2 separate regions of the Mus musculus genome follow, and region 2 is linked to region 1. The links are chromatin contacts, called in public HiChIP or PLAC-seq maps. All regions are on one chromosome and are shown on one strand. Each heading gives the region's core, a stretch centred on a gene start, on an enhancer-like site or on the middle of the called end of the contact. The rest is flanking DNA. Distances are from core to core; before and after follow the strand shown.

Region 1 (2,700 bases), core at 192-2,691:
CAAAATAGAGTTACATCATACCCCCATTTCCTCCTCCAGCCTTTGCCCGTCCTCGCCTTCTGACTCTCATACCTACCTTACTCCCTCCTTTTTTCTTTAAAGCACATCATATTTATCAACAAATGACTTGGAGTTGATAGTTCTGGTTTGATATTCTCAGGAATCCTGGGATTCTCTCAATGTGTGATTGCACATATTTTCCTTAAGGAAGATTATTTTGAGTTACAAAAAAGGAAAGATTTATTTTAAATTTATGTGCATGGAGTGTTTTACCCGAATGCCTTTCTGTACACCATATACCTGTTTGGTACCTATAGAAGTCAGAGGAAGGCATCTGATCGCCTAGAGCTGGACTTACAGGCAGTTGTGAACTGTCATGTGGGTTCTGGGATCAAATATGGGTCTTCTGGAAGCATCAAGCATTTTTAAGTTTGTTTCTTCTCCTTTGCTTTGGTTTCCCCTTTATGGGGACTGGTAACATTCATATGTTAAATTATTTCTGGTTGTCTGCATTGTTTCTCATCTTCTGTAGACTCCTTAACATTTGCTTTTTACACTCCTTTGTTAAAAACATTTTGATGTTCAGAAGGTATTTCTAATTGTGTTTATTCTTTTGTTTCTTGTAATTTAATTTATAAAGTGATTATGTTTTATTTGTAATTTTAAAAAAAGTTTGTTCCTTTATTTCTAGGTTTTTCCAAATCTGACTTTTGTTTTTCTTGCATGCCTTGTGTTAGTTTTCTTAATATCTCTCAATTTGTTTTGAAAGAGCTCAGTTCTAGAATACTGTCACAAGGGACGTTACTGTGGGAGTTTTTTCTTAAGTTGTCACTCTGTACAGACTTTGGCCTGCATATATCTCTATCACTACTTTTCATGTGGATTCCAATTTCCTCAACTTCCAGGGCAGGAGGAGGAGTTAGAGGATTGAGGGAGCTGGATGGCATTAGCTCTTGGGCTCTCATCACAGGACCTTCATCTGTGCCCCCTGTAGAGGAGGAACGCCCCCCACTCCCTTTGTATCCCCAGTTCCTCAAGAGCCAGCTTAGTACTGGCTAGTGAATTCCTGCTGGTTGTGTGGGCTAGCATTTCTTTCTCTTAGACCTTGTCAAGTGACAACAACACACAGGTTTGGACAACAGAGGTGTGGTATTTGGGGATACAAGAGAAACCTTGTCACCCATCTTTGTGACAAATCTTGCCCTCATCTTGTGCTTTTACAGTCTACATATTCTGTATTAAGTCAAGGTTCTGGAAGGTCTGTGTGTGTGGATACCACAGCCAATGTCCCAGAATTCTGCTTCCAGTTGGCTCTGCAGAGAGTCTTAGTCTATGTGGTCAGCTGGGTTCTCTGGATTTTCCCAGGAGACTAAGGGCTATGGTGTACAGGAACTATGCTTGGGTGAGGCTTGCCTCATAGCTGCTTCGGGTGTGGGAAATCACAGCTGTGTCTAACTGTGAGGCTCAGCCAAACAACTGCCATTTGCAGGAGTTCAGCTGTGCCTGTGTGCAAAAAGCCATCACAGCTGGGCTTGTTGATGTGGCTGCTCCCTCACAGAAGGAGGACCAGAGATGGTCATTGTGCTCTTAAGTATCCAGCTACCCCTTCCAACCAGTTGTTTGTAGTCTGCCTTAACTCCAGGAGGCCTTGGAGTCTGGTGCTATTATGGGGAGGCACCATCATCATGGTGGGTGAAGACTTTGCAGTGAGGCTGCATTGGGGTCTCCCACAGTCCTCATGTATGGTCTGTAAATAAGCTCACTGAACTTACTAGTCTTCCGCGGGGGCCTTTGTGGACTTGAACTTTTGGTTTGTCACTGAGACCTTAGAAGGAGTGGGGGGAGTTGTTGCTTCATCCACCAGGGAGAAATTTTTGAAAAAAAATTTTTTTTTTAAAGTTTAAATATAAAACTTTTATATTTAAATTTAGAATGCTGTTGGCCTCTGTCTTTTTATTTTCCCTAGAATATCTTCGAAATTAGCAGCAGGATCTGCAACCAAATAGGCAGGATGTGCCTCTACACATCCGTTCTTCTCACCCTGGGCCCCTGAGGACCAAATGTGAGCCAAGACTGATCCTTAGTTGTGCTTCCCCCAACCTTCTCTGCCTATAAAACATTTGTTTGGTCTCTGTGTAATATGAGCTGTTATAAAAACACAAGGGCAAATGTGTCTAAAATAACCCGAAGTGAAAATAAGTAAATTAATTAGCATACAATAGATTCTTATTGTTAAGTGGGAATGCGGCCCGTCCCGTGGGGATTGGTGTTAAGTAAGATGATTGATAAATTGTTATCTTCACACAATGTCACTCAGTGAAATAATCATGCCTTTTGTAAATATTTAGTCAAGAGAGCTCTCCAGCTGTTCTCAGTTAGGTTTCCTCCACACAGCCAAAACTCTGATTTATCTCTTGTGCTGTTTAAGCATTGAGGAAGCTCACATTTTATGAGCCTCTAAATACCCATAATGGTAAGTAGTGAAAATGCCGGCCATGACAGCAATAGTCCACGTAATTATAAGGAAGAATATCTATGATGGTCAGAGATAAGAATAAGGAAATGGTTATTGTGTTTCTTTCTTCAGGTAGAAATAGATGTTGCTACCTTTAAAACACAACCAATTCCAAGAAATCTTTGTCCCTCACCATCTTCAAAGATGCACAGATAGGATGAGACAGACTGGATGAACCGAATCTC
Region 2 (2,700 bases), core at 159-2,658, 600 kb before region 1:
TCCGTGATTACGGTGTGTTACACGGCAGACGAGTCACAGATGTGGTGATGGTTTTGACGACTGTGCACTCATTCACCCAAGGGGAAAATCCAAGCAACCCTTCAGATCTGGGCAGAAGGCGAAAGATGGAGCCTATCTGACACTCTCCTACTAGCTTTGTCATGGAAAGAGGCACATTATGAAGGGTGGACAGAGAACAGCCAACAATGTGATGGTCACCTTGGCCCTATGCATTCTGCCAACCACCTGAACGAACCTGAAGGGAATCTGCAACTCAGAAGCTGAGTCCTGAGGCCCAGACTACCCTGCAGTGCCTGCTGAGCCCACAGAGAGCCTACATCTCTGCTGTCACAGGTGTGGTGTGTGGTCACCTCTCATGCAGCAACACACAAGCTCATGGAAAGCTAAGGTCTGTGTTAACTACTGTTTGTAGAACGAGGTGACACCAGCTTAGGAAGAGTTTGTAAACAAGACAGGAGATATGAATTTAGTCTCCACCTTTACCAAGAAACTCAGAAAACCTTGACATAAATGTGCATTTGCAACAGCCCAGCGTGTGAGGAGATGGCTCAGTGACTAAGGGCACTTGCAGGGCAGCATTTACAGCCACTCTGCTTCACTGCTGCCTGTAAGTCTAGCTCCAGGGGCTCTGAGGCCCCCTTCTGGCCATTGGAGGCATATACATATGTGCACATACATATGTGATTATAGTTAAAATAACAGCTGAAGATGGGGTGACCTGTGACTTATTTCTATCCAAAAGCAGACCACTAAAAGGAATGCATACACAAATGAGCACTAGCTCAGAGCCTGGAGAAAACTCTATTAAGTCCAGATACTTGTTCCATGGCTGCTGCTTGTCTTCATCCTATGATAGCTACTTTTGTGTGAGGCAGGAAAGTCACTGAAGCCTTCTGAGTCAATGCTGTCCCACTGTGGACCGGATACAAGGGTTGAGGCCAGTGCAGGACTATCACACTTTGGCACCTTTGCCCTGTGTCTAATCTCACGTCAACTTGTGGTAGAACCAGTTTTGAGATTACTTTCCATTTTGCAGATGGAAAAACAAAGACAGACAGAAGTCAAGTGGCATAATTAAAGTTAAGTGGTTTAATTCTCTAATCCACAGAGCTCCTTAAAAAAAAAAATCCACAGAAAGTAGATACTGTATCAAAGTCATGAAAATCATGTTTGCAGGGAAAGGAGACTAAACGGTCACTCAACGCGTGATAGACCTGCGGCCTTATGGAAAATTAGAAAAACATCAAGTTATGATCTGATTGGCAGGTGTTGAGGCAGCTGTAAGAGTCAGCTTAGTAAGCAGGAGCCACACCCCACACTCCTGCCAGTGCATTTAACTGCTGCCCGCACCTGCTGTGGGCAGCCATCCCTGGCACACACAGAAACACATCTGCTTGTATTCACAGCCCATGCTGTCCCCTCCTATAATGACGCTGGGATAGGCCACATGGCCAGTGTTGACCAACCGGCTCAGGAAAATGGACTCCAGCAAACACTTGCTTGAGCTTGCAACAGGGTTTATCTTGGATCCTGGATTTTACCTTCTGTAGCAAGGACACCCAAGAAACCCCACAGAAAGGTCCCAGACTCCAACTGGGTCCCCAGTAAAGACTCTGCTGACATCAGCCACCCCAGAGGCCTCCTGACGACACAGCCATGTGACATAGTGGTTCTGCTAACTGAAGTCTGAGTTTGGAGCTCTGCTATACAGGACAAGATGATAGAGGCACTTTATTCCCATTCTTTGACTCACTAAACCTAGGAATCCATCTCATGGAAACAGTCACACACCACAGATGTGTAGGAGCTAAATGGGAGGGACAGCCCAGCTAGTGTTACAGTACCAGGGGTTAGTAAAAGATTTACACACAGCAATGTACATGGAGAGTAACAGAGCCTCAGACACACTGGGTACCACGGTCAAAGACTCAGATAGAGTCAGCCTAGTCCGAGATCACGTGCCCTGTCCGAGGCAGGTGGTAAGCAGCAGGCAAGGCCGGCTCCATGGGTTAAGGGATCTCACAGCAGGCTGACTTGCTGCACCACTAAGTCACAGGTCAGTGGTGGTGACAACAGGACCACCCGCTGCTGCTACCCTGGCAACAGTGGTCTCCATGGATATTGGTCTAAATTCACAGACCAATGAACAACTTGAAGAATGAACAACTTTATTTACAACTAATTAGAGCTGTAAGAAAATGTTTTCTGTGGACATAAATGTCCCAGCGCTATGAGGCAGCAGGTGGGCAGAAATATACAAAGACTGTGCTATTTATCTTCCACTCATTATCTCTCTACCTGCCACCTTACAACACAGCCTCCACTCGGTCCCCTGCCTGCCCGAATTCATTTTTGTGCTGTGTGTGCATGCACAGGTGCACACGGTGTCAGAGTCTTCCCCAGCTTAACTTTGAGATGAGGCCTTTCTTATTGAATGTGGGGCTCACATACTTGGCTAGGCTGGCTATCTAGCAAACTAAAAATTCTCCTGTCTAGGCTACCATGGCACTGGAGCTGTGGGAATATCCACAAACCAGCTTTTACGTGGGTGCTGGAGATTTCAATTCATGATTGTGCAGAAAGCCCCACAGCCTCTCAAATTCATTCCTAGGAGAGACTGCAGGTCTGAGGGAACGAGAGGCTCCCGTGGCTCCTGTACAGCAGGACACAGAGACAGAA

The links. HiChIP or PLAC-seq counts read pairs in DNA pulled down with a chosen protein or histone mark.
Region 2: a contact with region 1 is called in an H3K27ac HiChIP or PLAC-seq map of large pre-B cells, with 2.7 times the contacts expected there. The contact joins two enhancer-like sites. A contact is called at or near these places in 1 of 115 datasets of contacts at active chromatin or transcription factors (large pre-B cells) and 1 of 9 other capture datasets (embryonic stem cells).

The regions. Positions count from the first base shown.
Region 1 is chr17:4,734,177-4,736,876 of GRCm38.p6, reverse strand. No RefSeq gene overlaps it. Among named protein-coding and RNA genes, the nearest start is that of Gm23186, 58 kb to the right of the region's middle. Within about 2 kb of position 1,441, at least 28 of the 459 cell types and tissues checked have an H3K27ac peak or open chromatin away from gene starts, as enhancers often do.
Region 2 is chr17:5,329,544-5,332,243 of GRCm38.p6, reverse strand. The region is part of intron 15 of Arid1b (AT rich interactive domain 1B (SWI-like)); the gene reads right to left. Among named protein-coding and RNA genes, the nearest start is that of Gm29050, 81 kb to the left of the region's middle. Within about 2 kb of position 1,408, at least 24 of the 459 cell types and tissues checked have an H3K27ac peak or open chromatin away from gene starts, as enhancers often do.